Linked DNA regions of Sus scrofa: region 2 is linked to region 1. Evidence: chromatin contacts called from public Hi-C data. All regions are on one chromosome and are shown on one strand. Each heading gives the region's core, a stretch centred on a gene start, on an enhancer-like site or on the middle of the called end of the contact. The rest is flanking DNA. Distances are from core to core; before and after follow the strand shown. Region 1 holds the start of ACBD5 (acyl-CoA-binding domain-containing protein 5). Region 2 holds the start of ARHGAP21 (rho GTPase-activating protein 21).

Region 1 (3,180 bases), core at 348-2,847:
TCTGGATCACCTTCACAGCCGCTTCAAATCTGGTCTCATGCACGGATCTCGTGTCCGCCATCTCCAGCCGCCAGCGCCGGCCCCGGTCCCAAGGTCTGTCGGCTGGAATCAGGCAGCAGCAGCAGCACCAGCTTTCCCAGGAGCCTGCATGAAACTGGAACAAGGAGCGCAGCCGCGGATCAACATGCCCACAGGGAGGAGGACCCAGAGAGCAGCTGGTCAGTTCCCCGTGGCCCTGCCCCATCCAGGCCACACCGTCCGATAAGGCCCGGCTCCTTCTTCCTCCCCGGGGCGTGACCAAGGCTGGGAGCCAGGCCTCCAAGACAGAAAAACAACTCACCGAGAGAAAGAGCATCTCTAGCAGGAGTCAGAGGAGCCCCGGCCACTGGTGGTGGCGGAGCCACTCTCCCACCCGCAGGACCCTGGTGGAGCAGCCACACCCCCCATCCCGGCGAGGTCGGTCTGTCTGTCCGCGCCCTCCCTGCGGCCCCGCCCCAAACCCTCCCCGGACCCACTCGCTGCAGCCGCCGCTGCGCAGTAAACTCCACCCACCGTCCCCGCGGCCACCGAGATGACGCGAACTGTAGGTCCCCAGAGGAGGGCCGGAGAAGGGGGGAAATAAAAGCAGTCAGGTGGATCCGCGGAGAGCCCAGGGCTCGATGTTTAAAACAGAATGGATTGCTGGGTCCGCGCCAGAGTAGCCGACGCGGGGTTGCAGCGCGCGTGGTACCGCTGGGCAAAAAAAAAAAAAATGACTTTGGTCTTCAGCGCCTGCTCCTGAGGTTAGGGTTTGAGAAAGCTGATGGGACTTAAGAGCTTTAGATCCGCAGAGGCTTGTTACGAAACTTAAGTTCTGCCATTTTAGTTCTGTCACCCAGGGTAAGCTACTTAGCCTCTCCAGTGACAATCTTTATATCACCCTAAAGGGTATATGAAAGGATTAGGGATGCTGGATGGAGTGTTTAGCCGTGCTTGGCTCTCAGTCTTTGACAGCTTTAGCCGCCCCCAAGGCAAGGACGTCTGCGCAACAACCAAAGGAGACGGGAGATCGCCGGCTAATTAGACTGGGCTGGGGGAGAGAGAGCACCTTCCCCTGCACCACCCGCGATATCTAGCCCCAGGAAGCCGGGCACAGTACAGCTTCTGGCAGACCTAATGGGCGACAGGGCGTGGGGGAGGGGCGAACGGGGGACCAGTACGGATCGTCAACCCTAGAAAGGGGTATCCTGGGCCTTCACCTTTCTAGCACAGCGCCCCGCGTCCTCAGGCATGTAGGATGCGCCCCCAGGCCCACCGAGGGGGCACTGCTACGGGTTCTGGGGGCGGAGTCCTGCGGCCTGGAAATCCCAAAATTGCCAGGTCGCTTCCGTCAGTTCGGGATGGGTTAGAGGGTGACTAGTCCAAATTTAGGCGCAGGCTCTAAGTTACTTTTCCCTTGGAGTCGCAGTGCCGGCATTTACCTTAGCATTGCCGGGCAAGACCTGTCCGGTAAGGTCCCCGACGCCCGCCCCTCGCCCTGCCCCCGCGGACTTGTGGGAAATGTAGTCCCCGCTCCGCTACGCTTCGGGACACCTGCCTCCAGCTGAGGTCGTTCCTCCCACTTGTTCCTGTTTGGTTCCTTGGTCCGGCAGACGCTGGAGCCGTTGCGGCGGAAATCCCGCCTTCCTGTTGCGTCGTCCTTTGAGCTCCTGCCAAATACCACATCCGCCTCAGCCAAAGGGACAGACCCTCCGTGGTGTCTTTCAGAGAGGTCCTGGAGATCCGTCTCATTTCTTGCTCCTGAGGCTTATTAACTTTGAGGTCGTGTGCTGTTATATTGCCTTCAGGTAGTAAAGACTATGCCTTACTGCGTGCCTGATATTTGCCAGGCATGTAACATGTATTCCAAAAACCCTGTAGGGTGTTTACGAATGAGGAAATTGAAAATCATATTAACTGATTTTCTCAAGGTCAAGTAGTAGTAAGTACAGGAGTAGCTGAACCAGGCGTCAGTCAATCCAAAAAAACCTTGCTTTAAATCTTGGACTTTTTGCGGGACACCAAAGTGTAAGAGACTAACAATTTTTCTAATTTATTCAAACGAGGGGGAGGTTATGTGCTGAATAGCTGCTGCTTCCTCTAATCTTTTCTTGCTCTTTTGTTATATATCCGTTTCAATTTCACTCAGTTATGCATACTTATAAAAAGGTTTGGATATTTATTTCACATCTAGGACTTCATTTTGACAACTGTTCATAATAAGCTAATTTAGAGTATGTTGGTCTTTAGGTAGTGATGAATAAGAATTTTTCTGCCAGTGATGTCTGTTGTATTTCTGTTTGCTGGTAGTATGGATTTACAGTCAAGGATAATAGTATAAGGAGAAAGGACATTGAGGTTATTCAGGTAAAGAAGTTAGCAGTGCTGGTTTAGATGTGGTAATTCCTACTGACATATAATGATTGACATATGATGGATTGAATCAGTTCCTAAGGTGCCTTCCAATTATGCAATCCTGTAATTCCACCTAAAATATATCTTATGGAACACTAATGGCTTTTAGTACTTTCAGCACAGTGCCTATTATGAAGCATTCTTTTTTAAAAAATTGAGATGTATTGATGTACAATATATATCTATATAACAATAGTTTCAGGTGTACAACATAATGATTCAATTTTTTTTTTTTTGTCTTTTTGCCATTTCTAGGGTCACTCCCTCAGCATATCTAGGTTTCCAGGCTGGAGGTCTAATTGGATCTGTAGCCGCCAGCTTATGCCAGAGCCACAGCAACTCGGGATCTGAGCCGCATCTGCAACCTACACCATAGCTCACGGCAATGCTGGATCCCTAACCCGCTGAGCAAGGCCAGGGATCGAACTCTCAACCTCATGGTTCCTAGTCAGATTCGTTAACCACTGAGCCATGATGGGAACTCCATGATTCGATATATGTATTATGATCACCACAATAGATGATTGTCCTTGATCACATATTTCTAGAGATATTTTAATTAAGAATTGGCCCACTAGGAGTTCCCATCATGGTGCAGCTGAAACAAATCAGACTAGGAACCATGAGGTGCAGGTTTGATCCTTGGCCTTGCTCAGTGGGTTGAGAATCTGGAGTTGCCATGAGCTGTGGTGTAGGTCACAGACACTGCTTGGATCCTGAGTTGCTGTGGCTGTGGCGTAGGCTGGC
Region 2 (3,180 bases), core at 350-2,849, 1.6 Mb after region 1:
CTCGGCGCGGCAGCGGAGCGAGGCACTTCTGTCACTTGGTGATCGCGGGCGCCCGAGCGCGGCCCCGGCCCGGCCCGGCGAGGCGAGGGGAGAGTCCGGCGGCCGCCGCCCCGCCCCACGCCCTCCCGCGGCGGCCGAGAGCCCGGGGCCGGCCGGGGCAGGTCGCGGCGGTGCCTGGGAGCGGCCGGCCGGGGGCGGCGGCCTCGGAGCGCGACGGCGGCGGGCAGCGCCCGCTCGTCCTCCCGCTGGGTCCGGTGCGCGCCGGGCGTGCCGTCCGGGGACCGGCCGGCCGGGTGCGGATCTACTCGCCGCGCTTTCTCCGGTGCGTGTCTGCTTTATTTTCTGCTTCGGCCGACCCGGCGCAGCGCCGCCGGGCGGGTGGAAAGGGAGAGCCGGGCTCGCCGCGGGCTCCCTCCCTTCCCGCCACCCCGGGCCACCCCGCCCGGCGCTGGCGCGGGGCCGGAGGGAGCCGCGGCGGGCGCCCGGCGTGGGCGTAGGGGCCGCACCCGCGTGTGCGGAGCGGGGGAGGACGGCGGGAGGAGGGAAGGGCACAAAGGCCGGCGGCGGGCGCCGGGGTCCCGCCGGCCGGCCGTGGAGGAGGGGCGCCTCCCGTCCGCTCATGAATATTAACCGAGCCTGCGGCCTAGCGCGTCCCGGCCGGGCCCCATGCCCGGCCCGCGTCCCCGCCGCCAATCGCTGCCGCCCGCGGAAGCCGGGCCCGGCGGGGCGCGGCGGGTGAGCCCCCTCGCTCTTGGCCTTTCCCTCGGGTTCCCCCACTCGTTTTTGAAAGTACAAATTTGGGCCGCCCTTCCCGGGAGATCGAGATCCCCGACCCGCCTCTGGAAGGGGCGGGGGAAATAGTGGTAGGTGGGTGGTGGTTTTCTTTTTCCTATTTCCCCCCCCCCCCCCCAAGGTGGACACGGAAAAAGGGGAATATCGTGTCGGGGCGTTGATTGGGACGCGGCAACTAAATGAAAGTTGCTGGGGCTGCGGCTTCATTTCTATAGCTCCGGAATAATGCTCGGGAGAGGGAGTCCCTCCCGCCGCCGCAGCCGCGCACGCCTCCCCTCCCGGCCCCGCGCCGTCTCCGCCCAGCCTCGCCGCGGGCCAAGGAAAACAGCCGCCTCCTCGGGGACACCGGCCGGCTGGGGCGGAGGGCGGGCGCCCCGGGTCCCCCAGGCCGCCTCGAGACGCCGGCCGAGGCGCTGGCTAAGTCCGATCCTGGCTTTTTGTTTTTATTTGGGCCAGCTGGGGAGGCGGCGGGGAGCAAGGAGGGTTTTTGAAAAAGTATTATCCCATTTTAGTCTCGTGGGGAGCAAACTTCCCTTAAGTCTCCTCAGCTGGGTGATGCGGAAGAACAGAGACGCCTCTTCTGCCCAGAAAATAATGCTCATTAAAATGCACTTGAAAAGGGAATGTTTTGACGGCTTCACAACAGCCAGGCATGTTTGACGCAACCACCGTGCAGCTCTGATGTTACTCATTTTTTTCATGATTTATAGATTTTTTTCTTTTTCTTTTTTTTTTTGTCGTTGTTGTTGTATGGATAGATTCTTTTATACGGAGGTTCATCAGCGTGGACCGCATTATTTTTCCGAGTGTTGGAAAGGCGAACTTGGGCTAGACGTGGGCGAGTCTAAGGTCAGCGTCTGGAGAAAGTTCATGCCCTTTAACTTTTCCCTCCTCTAGGAAAGATCTCTTGGGCAGAGGCTTCGCGGCGCACTCAGATTGCTCTTGGAGTCGGGAGAAGCGCTAGGACGAAGGGGACCGCTTTCTGCAGCTGGCCTCACTAGCTGCTGAGGAGGAGACCTGTCGTCTTTGTTTTTTCCGTCTCGAGAAATGGACGAAGACGGGGAAATCGTTTGAAGTCCGAAGAAATCATCTTCAGGGCATTGCGGAGGGGCTTCATCAAAACCTTCATCCCCCGGCCCATTATTTGTCTCACTTAGCCCTGCACCTTCTGCGGAGCCTGGTGTGGAATTCTTACCTTTTGGGTGTGTGGTGGCATTTCGCCCCCAATGTGGACTCCCAAGGGTTGGCCCCTTCTTTGTGATTTGAAATGAAATGATGGCCACACGTCGGACTGGTCTGCCGGAGGGAGATGGTGACAAGCTCAAGGCCTGCGGGTCCCCCACCTGTGAGGTAAGCGCTTGAGGCAGGATCCCTGCCCGTCTGTGGTGGCCTGTGTCTGTGAGGTGTCCTGCCGGTGGCGGGGGTCAGCTGCCACACAGCCTAGGAAGAGGCTTTTGGGGCTTTGGGCTGGATGGTGGGAGGACCCCAGCTTGACCAGTAGAGAAGTGAAACGTTGCCCGTTTTTGTTTCTAGGAACTTCCAGTGATCCCCGCTCCCCCCTTCTCCCCCCCAAGGATATTTTTCCTTTCTTACTTTGAAATGCCTCCATCTTGGTCATCTCAGAGCATGGAATTCTCTCTTTTTAGGTGGTTGGGAATGCTGCAAGCTTCGGTTTTCCGAGTCCCCATCCTCCAGTATTTTTGGAGCTGGGCTGGTTAGGGAGTGGCTTTGTACATTTCGTAGGTGTAGCCAGGGTTTGCTCGGGGGCTGGAAGGCTGGTGGCTCCTGGACCACCTCCTCTTTGATACTGAGACACGGCTTGACTGATTGCTGTTGCTGTGGATTTCTACTTTGGGTAGAAAAACAAGTGTTTTCCCTTGGACAGTTTTTAGGCACACCCTTGGAAAACTGCTTAACGGAGCTGTAATTCCAACTCCCTTAAAAATCTTCCGGCTTTCCTGTTCTTTTATTTATGCCCTCTTTCACTGCTCCGAAGTCCTGCAGGTGTCAGCCGGGGCTGTCAGGTGGCTCACATTTAGCGTCGGCTGTCAGGTGGATTGCATTGCCTTCAGACCAGCGTCTTTGGAAGGGCCCGGTAGATTTTACCCCAAGCTTTCTGAAAATTTTTGAGTAAGGCAGGGCAGAAATAGAAAATCCATTGGTCTGTGGCACTCCTGTGTCTTGTTGCCTCTCACATCTTTTTTTCCTCCTTATATTTGGAGTTTACTTCTATAATGAAGATTTTGTGTTGACTTTGTTACTGACGGTTTCTGTAATTTGCTTGCTAAGAGTCCTGAATGTTGTTTTTCTTTAGACTTTGCTTTTGAGTTGCCTGTATTTTTATGGAAAGGTTGAAGATTAGATAACAATAGCATTCTCCAGTGAGCC

What was found. A called contact is a pair of places that touch in the nucleus more often than the background predicts.
Region 2: a Hi-C map of liver shows a contact between it and region 1, with 8 times the contacts expected there. The contact joins the promoter of ARHGAP21 here to the promoter of ACBD5 in region 1. A contact is called at or near these places in 1 of 5 promoter capture datasets (liver) and 3 of 47 Hi-C or Micro-C datasets (liver, mesenteric adipose tissue and retroperitoneal adipose tissue).

Annotation. Positions count from the first base shown.
Region 1 is chr10:48,920,780-48,923,959 of Sscrofa11.1, forward strand. ACBD5 (acyl-CoA-binding domain-containing protein 5) reads right to left here and starts at 1,598. Exons shown (of 14, transcript XM_013980249.2): 1 at 1,461-1,598; 2 at 1-154. The coding sequence starts at 61.
Region 2 is chr10:50,539,983-50,543,162 of Sscrofa11.1, forward strand. ARHGAP21 (rho GTPase-activating protein 21) reads left to right here and starts at 1,600. Exons shown (of 26, transcript XM_021064916.1): 1 at 1,600-2,142. The coding sequence starts at 2,065. It overlaps LOC110255603 (basic salivary proline-rich protein 2-like), which reads right to left and starts at 999. Exons shown (of 2, transcript XM_021064283.1): 1 at 1-999. The coding sequence starts at 999.